Regions from separate parts of the Mus musculus genome. Here region 2 is linked to region 1. A link is a contact called in public HiChIP or PLAC-seq data. All regions are on one chromosome and are shown on one strand. The core of a region is the stretch at or near the end of the contact, and the rest is flanking DNA. Distances in the headings are between cores, read along the strand shown. Region 1 overlaps Slc30a6 (solute carrier family 30 (zinc transporter), member 6). Region 2 overlaps Ttc27 (tetratricopeptide repeat domain 27).

Evidence for each region. HiChIP or PLAC-seq counts read pairs in DNA pulled down with a chosen protein or histone mark.
Region 2: an HNF4G HiChIP or PLAC-seq map of pancreatic cancer cells shows a contact between it and region 1. The contact joins two enhancer-like sites. A contact is called at or near these places in 1 of 115 datasets of contacts at active chromatin or transcription factors (pancreatic cancer cells) and 1 of 9 other capture datasets (pancreatic islet).

What each region holds. Positions count from the first base shown.
Region 1 is chr17:74,399,672-74,405,148 of GRCm38.p6, forward strand. It overlaps Slc30a6 (solute carrier family 30 (zinc transporter), member 6), which reads left to right. Exons shown (of 14, transcript NM_144798.6): 2 at 2,241-2,327; 3 at 4,333-4,417. Among named protein-coding and RNA genes, the nearest start is that of Slc30a6, 6.8 kb to the left of the region's middle. Within about 2 kb of position 3,055, at least 34 of the 459 cell types and tissues checked have an H3K27ac peak or open chromatin away from gene starts, as enhancers often do. A contact at or near this core is called in pancreatic cancer cells, where this site is marked.
Region 2 is chr17:74,817,081-74,822,557 of GRCm38.p6, forward strand. All of the region lies in intron 13 of Ttc27 (tetratricopeptide repeat domain 27), which reads left to right. Among named protein-coding and RNA genes, the nearest start is that of Ttc27, 100 kb to the left of the region's middle. Within about 2 kb of position 2,366, at least 48 of the 459 cell types and tissues checked have an H3K27ac peak or open chromatin away from gene starts, as enhancers often do. A contact at or near this core is called in pancreatic cancer cells, where this site is marked.

The DNA.
Region 1 (5,477 bases), core at 1,805-4,304:
ATGCCTTTGAGTCCCAGGCTTGATAGGCAGAGACTGATTCTCACAGGTCAGGTGGATACCTGTGACCCAACCTGGTCTACAAAGTGAGTCCCAGGCAGTCAGAACTATGGGAGAAGTCTTGTCTCAAAACCAAAAAAAAAAAAAAAAAAAAAAAGAAAAGAAAGAAAAGTAAAAAGAAAAATAAGGAGCTCCAAGAACTCCATGTCTCTGCCCCCACCTCCTCAACACTGGGTTATAGTTGCATCTTGTATCATGCCTGTCATCAAATCAGAAATCCATGCTTTCATGGCAAGTACTTTATAAACTGAGCCATCTCCTTCCACAATGTCAGGATGGCATAGGAAGTGACCCTCTGCCTTTTAAATACCTGTTGACCCTCTTAGCCTCAAACTTAAAAGTAACTTAAGTCCATGGAATAAACTGGGGGCTAGAGAGGTAAGTGACCCAGCACTTAAGAGCACTTTCTATTTACAACCTGTAACTTCAGTTCCAAGAACCTGCTGCCTCCACAGGCATCCACACAGGGATGGCACACACTTAGACACAGATACATAAACATAAATTGTTAAAATAATTTTCTGAATTGGGCTGAGGCCAAATAAATATCCAAGAATCACACTGTTTTTGTTGTTTTGTTTTGTTTTTTAAAGGCTACATAGCTGGCTATCTCAGAACTCGGTATGTAGATCAGGCTAGCCTCATGAAGCTTCTCCTGCCTCAGCTTCCCCAGGTCCGGGAGTAATGGTGTGTGCACCAGCACACCTGACTCAAGGAGCACGAGTAGGCGACAGGGTAAAGCTCTCATCATGTGTATCCACTGAACTGTGTTTAAAAGGACATTGCCACACAAATACGTTTGTAGTTTGACTACTTGTCCACAGTCCCTCTCTGCCTTCTGTGTTCTCACCTTTCCCGGGTCCTGGCACCCTTCGCTTTCCTAGATAGCTTGATCAAGCAGCCCATTTAGGGGTGAAAACACCCCATGTATCTTTTCTTGCCTTCCTTTGCTTTATTGTGGGAGTGGTTTTGCCATGCACCGAAGGCCAACAGTTCTCAACCTGTGGGTCGGGACCTTTGGGGGGGGGGGTGTCACACGACCCTTTCACAGGGGTGGCATCAGATACCCTGCATAGCAGATATTTACATTAAAATTCAGAACAGCAGCAAACTTAGAGTTATGAAGTAGCAACAAAATAATTTTCTGGCTGGGGAGGGTCACCACAGCATGAGGAACTGTGTAAGGATGCACAGCATTAGGAAGGCTGAGAACCCAGGGCCGGGGTTCTTCAGCAGCTTCAGTATTTGACTCAAAGTTCAGTGAAGTAGAAACACAGGATGGTTGTTACGGTGACTGTGCCTTGACCGTTCAAGAAAGTATTTCACTAAAACCAAACTATTTTTTTTTCTTTTTTTAAAGATTTATTTATTGTTATATGTAAGTACATTGTAGCTGTCTTCAGACACACCAGAAGAGGACGTCAGATCTCATTACAGATGGTTGTGAGCCACCATGTGGTTGCTGGGATTTGAACTCGGGACCTTCGGAAGAGCAGTTGGCGCTCTTACCCACTGAGCCATCTCTCCAGCCCCAAAACCAAACTATTTAAGTGGGCCTCTCAGCAGTCAAATTATGACATGTTACTCTTTGACGATCAGGAAAGAACTTTTGCCCTCCTTCAAATTAATTGCTTTTGGAATAACAAAATTTTCTCTTGAAACATAGCTATAATATTTTATTTTGGAAACCTGGCCCAGAAAACTTCATAAGAGCATAGTGTATTTTCAGTGCAAGGAAAGGTATGTCTTTATGAGTGTAAACAGAAGCTACTAATAATCACACTGGCCCTGCACTGTTGTAGGTTACAGTGATCATGGCGATTCCCCCAGATTCTTTGCCTAAATGCCTAAAAGAGAGCATAGCGGGGTTTACCGGTATAGTTACTTAGCTTTGTTAAGTAAAATATAATATTTTGGGAGGGAGGGGATCCAGAGCTAAAAATGCCTACATCTGACTTCCTAATTATCTGTTGGCTAGCTTTGAGATGTTGAACATCTTATCAAAAATGACTTGCTTCTCATATGGCTATTTGCCTATTAAATCAGTAAGTGCCTTTAACTTGTGTAGGGTACTTGCTGTGTGGAACCCTTGATAAGGTAGTTGTTGGTACTCTCAAATCGCAAGAGCATTAAAGATTATTAGATATTTAAGGCTGATTTGTATTTTTATGTTTGTCTTAAAGGGGACGATTCATCTCTTTCGAAAGCCACAGAGATCTTTTTTTGGAAAGTTACTACAGGAATTTAGACTTGTCGCAGCTGACCGGAGGGTAAGTCCTTCTTCAACCTTGGCTTGAGTTATTGCAAAGCCACCTTATACACTGAGCTGAGGATCGAGGGGCTGGAGATGTGACTCTGGTTAAGAGCAGGAGATGCCCTTGCTGAGGACACACCTTCAGTTCCCAACACCCACACAGAAGCTCACATCTGTCTGGAACTCAGGCCAGAGGATCTGGTGCTCTTTCTGGCCTCCGCAAGCACCAGCTACACTAGGCGCAGGCAAAGTAAAAACAAGTCATCACTTTCTATCTTTAAGTACTTTGTGCCCCTTCCTTCTGGAAAGTTCTTAACCCTCTTTACGTTCTCAGTCACCCTTCCCTGTCCCTGTCCCTGAGCTACTGAGTCTAACCAAGGAAATCCAACCCTGCTGACTTATCTCACTGTCAATTGATGACAAGCCACGGGCGCTCCTCTTGTTCAAGTTCTATAGTTCATTCAGTTTCCCACATTTCTAGATTTCTAGATGATGTGTGTGTGTGTGTGTGTGTGTGTGTGTGTGTGTGTGTGTGTGAACTACAGTACATATGTGGAGGTCAGAGCACAACTTGGGAATTGGTTCTCTTCCCACCATGTGAGTTCCAGCTCCTTCCCTCTGCTCTGTGAAGTGTGAGCCCCTTCCCTGTAGGAGTGCTATCTGCTCTCCTGGTTTTCATTACACTGTGTGTTGGTGACTGTGTATTTAAGTCTCAAGCCCTAACCCCTCCCACCTCTGCTTCCTTTATGGAATTTGGCCTCCTCCACGTCTCATGGATGACTAATAGGCATTTCAGTCATAGTATGGTCAAGGCTGAACCTTGATCTTCGGTCACTTGCGTATTAACTAGATACTTTTCCAGATGGTCAAGTCTGAAAAATTGTAAATCTTTTCCATTCTGGTTTAGTCCCTTGATCCTCACATGAGTGTGCTCAACAAACACGCTGACTATCTTTAATGCAGTCGTGCAAAGCCTTACCTTTAGCGCTCCCTCCTACCACTTTCAAGCCCCACAGGAACCCGAATGATCTTTGCTTTCTGTAGGCAGGGAGGGGTTGAGAGAAACTCTCACCACATAGCTTAGGCTAGCCTCAGACTTACTGTGTAGCCCTTGCTGGCCTTCAGCTGCCATCCTCTTATCTCTGCATCCTAAGTGTTGGCATCACGGGCGTACCCCACCATGCCCAGGAAAATGTAAGGCAGGCCCCAGCTAATGTTTCCTGGCATTCGGGACGTCTCGTGCTACTGCTCAGACTCCCTCTCTTCCACTCTTCTCTGCTGTCCTTACCAGGGGCTTTGTCACTTGGGGCCCTAGCTCTCTGGCTACTGTTTTCTTTCCAATTATTCTCATGCTAGAGTCTGTGGCCTTTCACATTGCTACGAGTCTTTTCTGATGAGCCAGTCTGAAAAGAACCCTCTCCAAACCACCTTCTGTCATTGTTTCCTTAGCCACTCCCCAGGGTCTCTCTGTGTAGCCTTAACTGTCTTTGGAACTCACTGTGGAGACCAGGATGGCCTCGAACTCACAGAGATCCGCTTGCTTCTGCCTCCTAAGTGCTGGGATCAAAGGCGTGCGCCACCACTGCCCGGCTCCTTGACCCACTTTTTATTTGCTTCCTAGTACTTGTTACCATTAACCTAAATACTTGTTTACTGTCAGTCTGCCTACATGGTAAGTCCATGTTTTGTTCTCCGCTTTATTCTCAGGCCTAAATAAAGCCTGGCATTGATACTCATTGAGTAAATAGCTTTGTTCAGAGAGTTGTTTTAAAATGTACATCCTTTAAAATGGTTGGGTTGTTTCTGACAGGGTTTGCTATGCTGCCTCGGCTACCACAAGTGACCCTCCTGCTTGACTGAGGGAACTCGATTGATGATGATTTGGTTAGATGTAGAAAACGTGCCACAGTTTTTAGAAGGAGTCGCATTTGTCTGCTGTGTGTCTATTATATTATCGGTGTGGATGAGGCAGGCGATCTCTGTCAACACTGTCTGAATGAGCATGGTTTTCCCTCCCGCAGTCCTGGAAGATCCTTCTGTTCGGTGCAATCAACGTGCTGTGCACTGGCTTCCTGCTCATGTGGTGCAGCTCCACCAACAGCATCGGTATGTTGCCCTGTGGTTGCTCTCAGGCCAGCTTCACCTTTGATTTTGATTTAAATAAAGATGTATGTGCTGGCTAACTTTATGTCAGCTTGACACGAGCTGTAGTCATCCGAGAGGAGGGAAGCTCAATTAAGAAAATGCCTCCAGCCGGCGGTGGTGGTGCATGCCTTTAATCCCTGCGCTTGGGAGGTAGAGGCAGGTGGATTTCTGAGTTCGAGGCCAGCCTGGTCTACAGAGTGAGTTCCAGGACAGCCAGGGCTATACAGAGAAACCTTATCTCAGAAAACAAAACAAGAACAAAAACAAAAAAACAAAAGAAAATGCCTCCATAGAACTGGGCCATAGGCAAGCCAGTAGGCTATTTTCTCAATTAGGAATCAGTGGGAGAGGGCGCAGCCCACTGTGGATGGCGCCACCATGGCCTGGTGGCCCTGGGATGAGTTCTTTTCTTTCACCATGTGGGTTCCCGGAATCCTCAGGATGTCAGACGTAGTAGTAAGTACCCCTACCCACTGCTGCTGGCCTCCTCTTGAAAATACTTTTTTGAGAGGCTGGAGAGATGGCTCAGAGACTAAGAGCACTGGATGCTCTTCCAGAGGTCCTAAGTTCGATTCCCAGCAACCACATGGTGGCTCACAACCATCTGTAATGGGATCCAGTGCCCTCTTCTGGCCTGCAGGCACAGTACTTTCTGAGGCAGGTATAGTTGTGTACACCTTTGATCCCAAACAAACCAGAAAAAGAGAAATATTATTTAAATCATTTAAGCTACACACATTCCAGAAAAGCACATAATATATATAAAGGAAAGGGAGGCAGAGAGAGACAGATTTCTGAATTGGATGCCAGCCTGGTCTACATAAAGAGTTCAGAGAAACCCTATCTCAAAAACAAAACAAAACAAACAAACAAACAAAAAAAACCAAACCAGAAAGAAAGAAAGAAAGAAAAAAGACGGAAGTCAGGCAAGCAGGCAGACAGGTAGGCAGGCAAGCTATGAGGTAGGTTGAATAAGCCATAATAACAACCCAGTACTCAGCCCCTCCATGGCCTATACATC
Region 2 (5,477 bases), core at 1,116-3,615, 420 kb after region 1:
AAAATAGCAGTCTCTCAAGTCAATTATTATTATAGGCCATGATCTCAGTAACAAAGAAGGTGAAGGAAGTCCAGGCTGTAAAGGACCCAGTGTTTGAATTACTTTTTACTGCTCTTAAATCTGTTATTGTTCTGTAGTTTTCTGATTTTTGTTTTTAACAACAAACATGAGAATTCCATCGGCTGGTAGGCTCTTCTATATGTTGAGCCCCCAGCTGTTCTTGTACCATTGTTCAAGTGCCTGCAACTTTTCTTTTATTATGGCTCACTGCTCTTGCCACACAGGTTGGTTTGCTAACCATTTTAGGGGCAAGGCTGTTGGTATGTTAGCAGTGGCCCCTTTTATAAATTTGGAAAACTCAATCCTTGTGTTGTCTTGTGTTTGGACAGTGGGCACAGCTTGTGATTGTTCCCAATTATCAGTATCAATACTTTCCCTAGGAGCATCCACCAGATCACCCCTAGTTTCCTCATTTGATGTCCCCAAATTGCAGGGATATTAATTTGAGTAACCCATTGTTGTAAAAGACCCCTTCCCCACAAACTTACGGCTATGTCAGCCACATAAGGACTTTCTTCCCTGTTTGCCCTTCTCGTCCCACACAGGTAATCCATTGGACACTGTGTCTTATTTGTGATAATTTACCAGATCCTGTAAACTGTGTGTAAACCTGAAGTGGCCAATCTGGATTCTAAGACTTTTAGGAAAGTATACTAATGTTAGCTCATGTATCCACCTGTATTTCAACACCATTCATTTGTACCATTCATTTGCACCATTCATTTGTACCATTAATTTGAATCTCTGATCATTAACCACTATTTGCCAGAACACACATTTTCCAGTACTTCCAAAAGCCCCTGTTCTTTCTACTGGAGTAGCCTTGCCCTTTATGTAGGGAAACAGTAACAGCTGAGCAGTTTTATCCCTTGCATTAATTTGTACCTCCTTTTTCATATATATCATAATTTGTTTATCTTTCTTGCTATTCCCACTTATAATACCTGGGTGCACAATAAAATTTCCCAAGATTCCTACTATCCCTGAAAGTAAAGGATCATAAACACCAGTGGTTAGCCTGTAATATTGAAATTTGGGGGGTAGTGTAAGAGATGTATCTTTGGCAAGATCCTGAGCTGCATCTATAAGATCAGAAATACTTAGTTTTGATCTTCTTGTCCACTTGGTATTTCCTGGCTGACCAAAGGAAGATGGCTCTTATTGTTTGCTCCAGGGTCTCAAACTGAAAGCCCGCTCGGTTCGTTTCCCAACTGTAAGGTTATGTCTTATGAATATCTTGGACCTACAATCTTTAGACCAGTGTTTGCCCTTTCTACAGTGGCTACAATACCCTGGAAGCTTTTGTGTTTCATAGCAGCCAGAACCTCCTTATTCTTGTCTATGAATGCCATATTCTCCAGACTTAATGCACTTGCTATTTTGAGACCTGAATCTTTTATTTTTACAGTTTCTTGAAATGACCAAATTCATTACAAAGCACTGGGCATTTTGGTTCCTATAACATTGGCATGGTGCTCCTGAAGGCCAGCACCAATTGTCTCTCTTATCCATTTGTGTATTGGTGCTCCTTGTGCTTTCAATGGACTGACTGACCTCTTACATTTAATATTTGCATTTTCAAATGCCAAGATCTCTGTCAATGTACTCTCTGGTTTCAGGGTCTGATTTGGTCTGTTTATAGCTGAACCTGATCTGTAAGAAGTCAATAAAGGCTTCCCCAGGGCCATGTATTACCTTAGTGAATGAGATGGATTGTCCCCCTGGCTGCTCAGTCACATCCCAAGCTCTTAACGCAGCAACACAACATCGTCAATTATGACATCATCAGATCAGATTTGTACAAAGCCTGGGAAAGCTGAAAGTACCTGTGCAGCCCCAAGCACATGCTCTGGCAGTGCACTTGTCTGGATACTAACCTGTCCCTGTAGTGCCTCTTGCTCTTCCTCAACCCTTGTCTCATGGAGGTGCTCTGGGCACCTATAAGTCAAAGTGCATGGGCAGGGCAAGGTTGTCTTCTAGCCTAGTTTGCTTCCCTCTCTCATCGTGTGGTAAATTTCTGTCTCAGACACCAAGCCGAACAGTGGTGTTGTTCTCCTCTCACTGGCTCTTTTTGCTTTCCAAGCACTTCAGCCTCTGTCCACACACTCTAAGTGCATAGCCAACCGTGCAATCCTTTCTAACCCAAGAGAATTGACTGAGCCTTCTGAGTTTTCAGCTTTCCCCATAATCTTTTTCAAAATGGTATGCATGAAACCTATGAACCAAAACCAGAGAACCCCCTCCAGGAGCAAGGCAGGAAACAACCCAGTGGCAGTTTCTCTTATTTTGCCATCCTCCTTACACAACATTGCTAAGCCATCAAAACTTGCCTATTCCTCTATACAAGAAGTAGCAGAGTTACCCATTATGCCTAGGCCATGTTGAGTGCCACCTGTATTCTTAGATTTTTCAAAACCTACTTTAGTTGGGGTTCTTAAATATTTCAACCTCCCTTCTAGCCCACTGATCAGAGGTAGGGGATAAAAAAGAAGGTTAAAATAGCAAAAGAGAATTATAGACCTGTTTAGTAGTTCATTGAGGCAGTTCCACTCTTTGTTGTCAGGATACCAGCAGTCCAGTTCAGTAGCAAACACCAAACACAAATCAGTAGTGGTGACTCAGTCCAACATAAACAGCAAGGCTTAGCTGAATCAGGATGAGTCAGTAGAAGTGGCCAGAATCAGCCAGAATACCACAAGAGGTTCTTTGATGCATTTCTCTCTACAAAGCAAAGTCTAAAGAAGACCAGTGAAGAAGTGAAGTGTCACACAAATAACAATGCAAGAGCATATCTCTCTCACTGTCTGTGGGATTCTATTTATATTCTTTCTAGGCATCACGTGCTCTCTCAAGTGTTTGTTTTCAGTAAAATATCACAAGATAGCTTCCCAAAAAAGTCACGTGACATGACTGAGTTGTTAAAGAAACCAGAAATTTCTACTTCAGTAGTCCCTTAGCCAGGGCTGTGGATTCACTTTAAAGGGAGGAGACAGTGCTGTGTCTCCTAGAGGCAATGCTGCAAGTCCTGGTTACACATCAGACTTAAAAGACTTGGCAGGGAGAAGGCGGATATAAAACTTCTCAAGTGGTTCATATATTAACATGTTGAAGCAGTCTCATTTTGGATATCTAGAAATAAATATTATTAAACTTATAAAAAGTGTAGCCACCAGAGCAGGTAATGAAGCTAAGCTCTTTCTTACCCACCTGACAGCTCTGGGCTAAGTCGTAGTAATTTTGGAGCTTAAAGAATTCAGCTGTATTTTGAGGACTTGTGTGAAAGTTTTGAGGCATCTTGACTCATTTATTTAATATATATTGTATTGGTGCGTGTGTGCCGCGTGTGTGCTCGCGCAGTGTGTGTGTGTGTACGTGTACACCTGTACTCGAGCACACATGCATGTGTGACTGACTTAGCATGCATGTGGAGATCAGCAGACAACTTGCAGAAATTGGTTTTTTCTTTCATCTTTAGGTACATCCCTTGTCATGAGTATCAAGATGGCTAGCTTACAAAGCTGCCCGGCTATGCGGGCTGTGCGTCTAATAGGCTTGTAGACCTTAGATGTGTTTCCCCACAGCTGGATTTTTTTTTTTTTTTTTGACATGGGTTCTGGCCATCAAACTCAGGTTAGGTTGTCTGGTTTGTGGGATAAATGCTATTACTTGCTGAGCCATCTCACTGGCCCCATCAGTCATCATTGATAATGGGCATTTAAGTAATAATTTAAAAACAAAGTAAAAGACATGCTAAGCATTGTCCACAGTTCTTCAGATTCTAAAGACCTCCATTGAGAAAGAAAAAATAAAGACATTGTAGTGAGTCAGCTGATAGCAACTGGGAGACCCTGAAGTTTAAAGCTGAGAGCTTTGTATGAGTCCAGGGCCAAGATGGTTACCTGTACTGAGAGAGGCAAGCCAACAGTTAACTGATCTGGAGATTTTCATTGCATGCAAATTATTAAAACAACTGCAAAAAATAACCAAAGGTAAATGATACAGGAGCCATATTAATACTTCATATATCTAAATGTTTATTAAAAATTTAATATACTGAATATAAAACTTGGATATTTTTTAAACTTAAAAGTAAATAAGACACTTCATGTGACCAGAGTGGCCTCGAGCTATATCTTGGGTACTGTTATTTGCATTATTTGCTAATCTTTTCTCGTGGATTAAAAAGTAAAGTTTCCCATTTGTATCTTGATTTCATATGTTTTTTTTTTTAATATCAACCTGTGGGGAAGATATTTGCTTTTTGTTTATTTATTAATTTGTGTGTGTGTGTGTGTTTTTTTTTTTTTTTCTGCTGAGGCCTATATAGGAATCTGCAGTATTCCTAATTTAGTCCTGCAATTCAGTGAGGTAGCCTTCATTCCAATGAGTAAAAATTCATTGCTTCTACCTGCCATCTTGGAAGAGACTCCTACATTATAAGTCCCACTTTGTATAGAATGCACTGCTGCTGGTTATGTTAATACAAGGCTGCAATCCTGGCACTTGAGAGGCTGTTTGAGTTTGATACCAGTTTGGGCTTCAGAATGGAACCTTTGTAATAAATCATAACCAAAGCCAAGAAAACAAGTAAAACCCAGATTTGTCTTTTTTTTTTTTTTATTGGATATTTTCTTTATTTACATTTCACATGTTATCCCCTTTCCCAGTTTCCCTCCTTCCCGGAAACACCCTATCACATCCTCCCTCCCCCTGCTTCTATGAGGGTGTTTCTTCTGCCCATTTACTTACTCCCACCTCCCCACCGTTGATTCCCCTACACTGTGTCATCTATCGAGCCTTAATAGGACCAAGGACCTCTCTTTCCACTGATGCATGACAAGACCATCCTCTGCTACATATGCAGCTGGAGCCATGTGTACTCCTTTGTTGATGGCTTAGTCCCTGGGAGTTCTGAGGGGAGTATCAATCTGGTTGGTTGATACTGTTGTTCTTCCTATGGGGTTGCAAACCCCTTCAACTCCTTCAGTCCCTTCTCTATTAGGGACCCTGTGCTCAGTCCAATGGTTGGCTGCTAATATCTGCCTCTGTATTTGTAAGGCTCTCGAAGGGCCTCTCAGGTGACAGCCAGATCAGGCTCCTTTCAGCATGTAATTCTTGGCATCCCAAATAGTATCTGGGTTTGGTAACTGTACATGGGATGAATCCCCAGGTGGGACAATCTCTGCATGTCCTTTCCTTTAGTCTCTGCTCTACTCTTTATCTCCATATTTGCTCCTGTGAGTATTTTGTTCTTCTAAGAAGGACCGAAAAACCCATACTTTGGTCTTCCTTCTTCTTGAGCTTCATGTGATCTGTGAATTGTATCCTGGTTATTTGGAGCTTTGGGACTAGTATCCACTTATCAGTGAGTGCATACTAAGTGTTTTCTTTTGCAATTGGGTTACCTCACTCAGGAT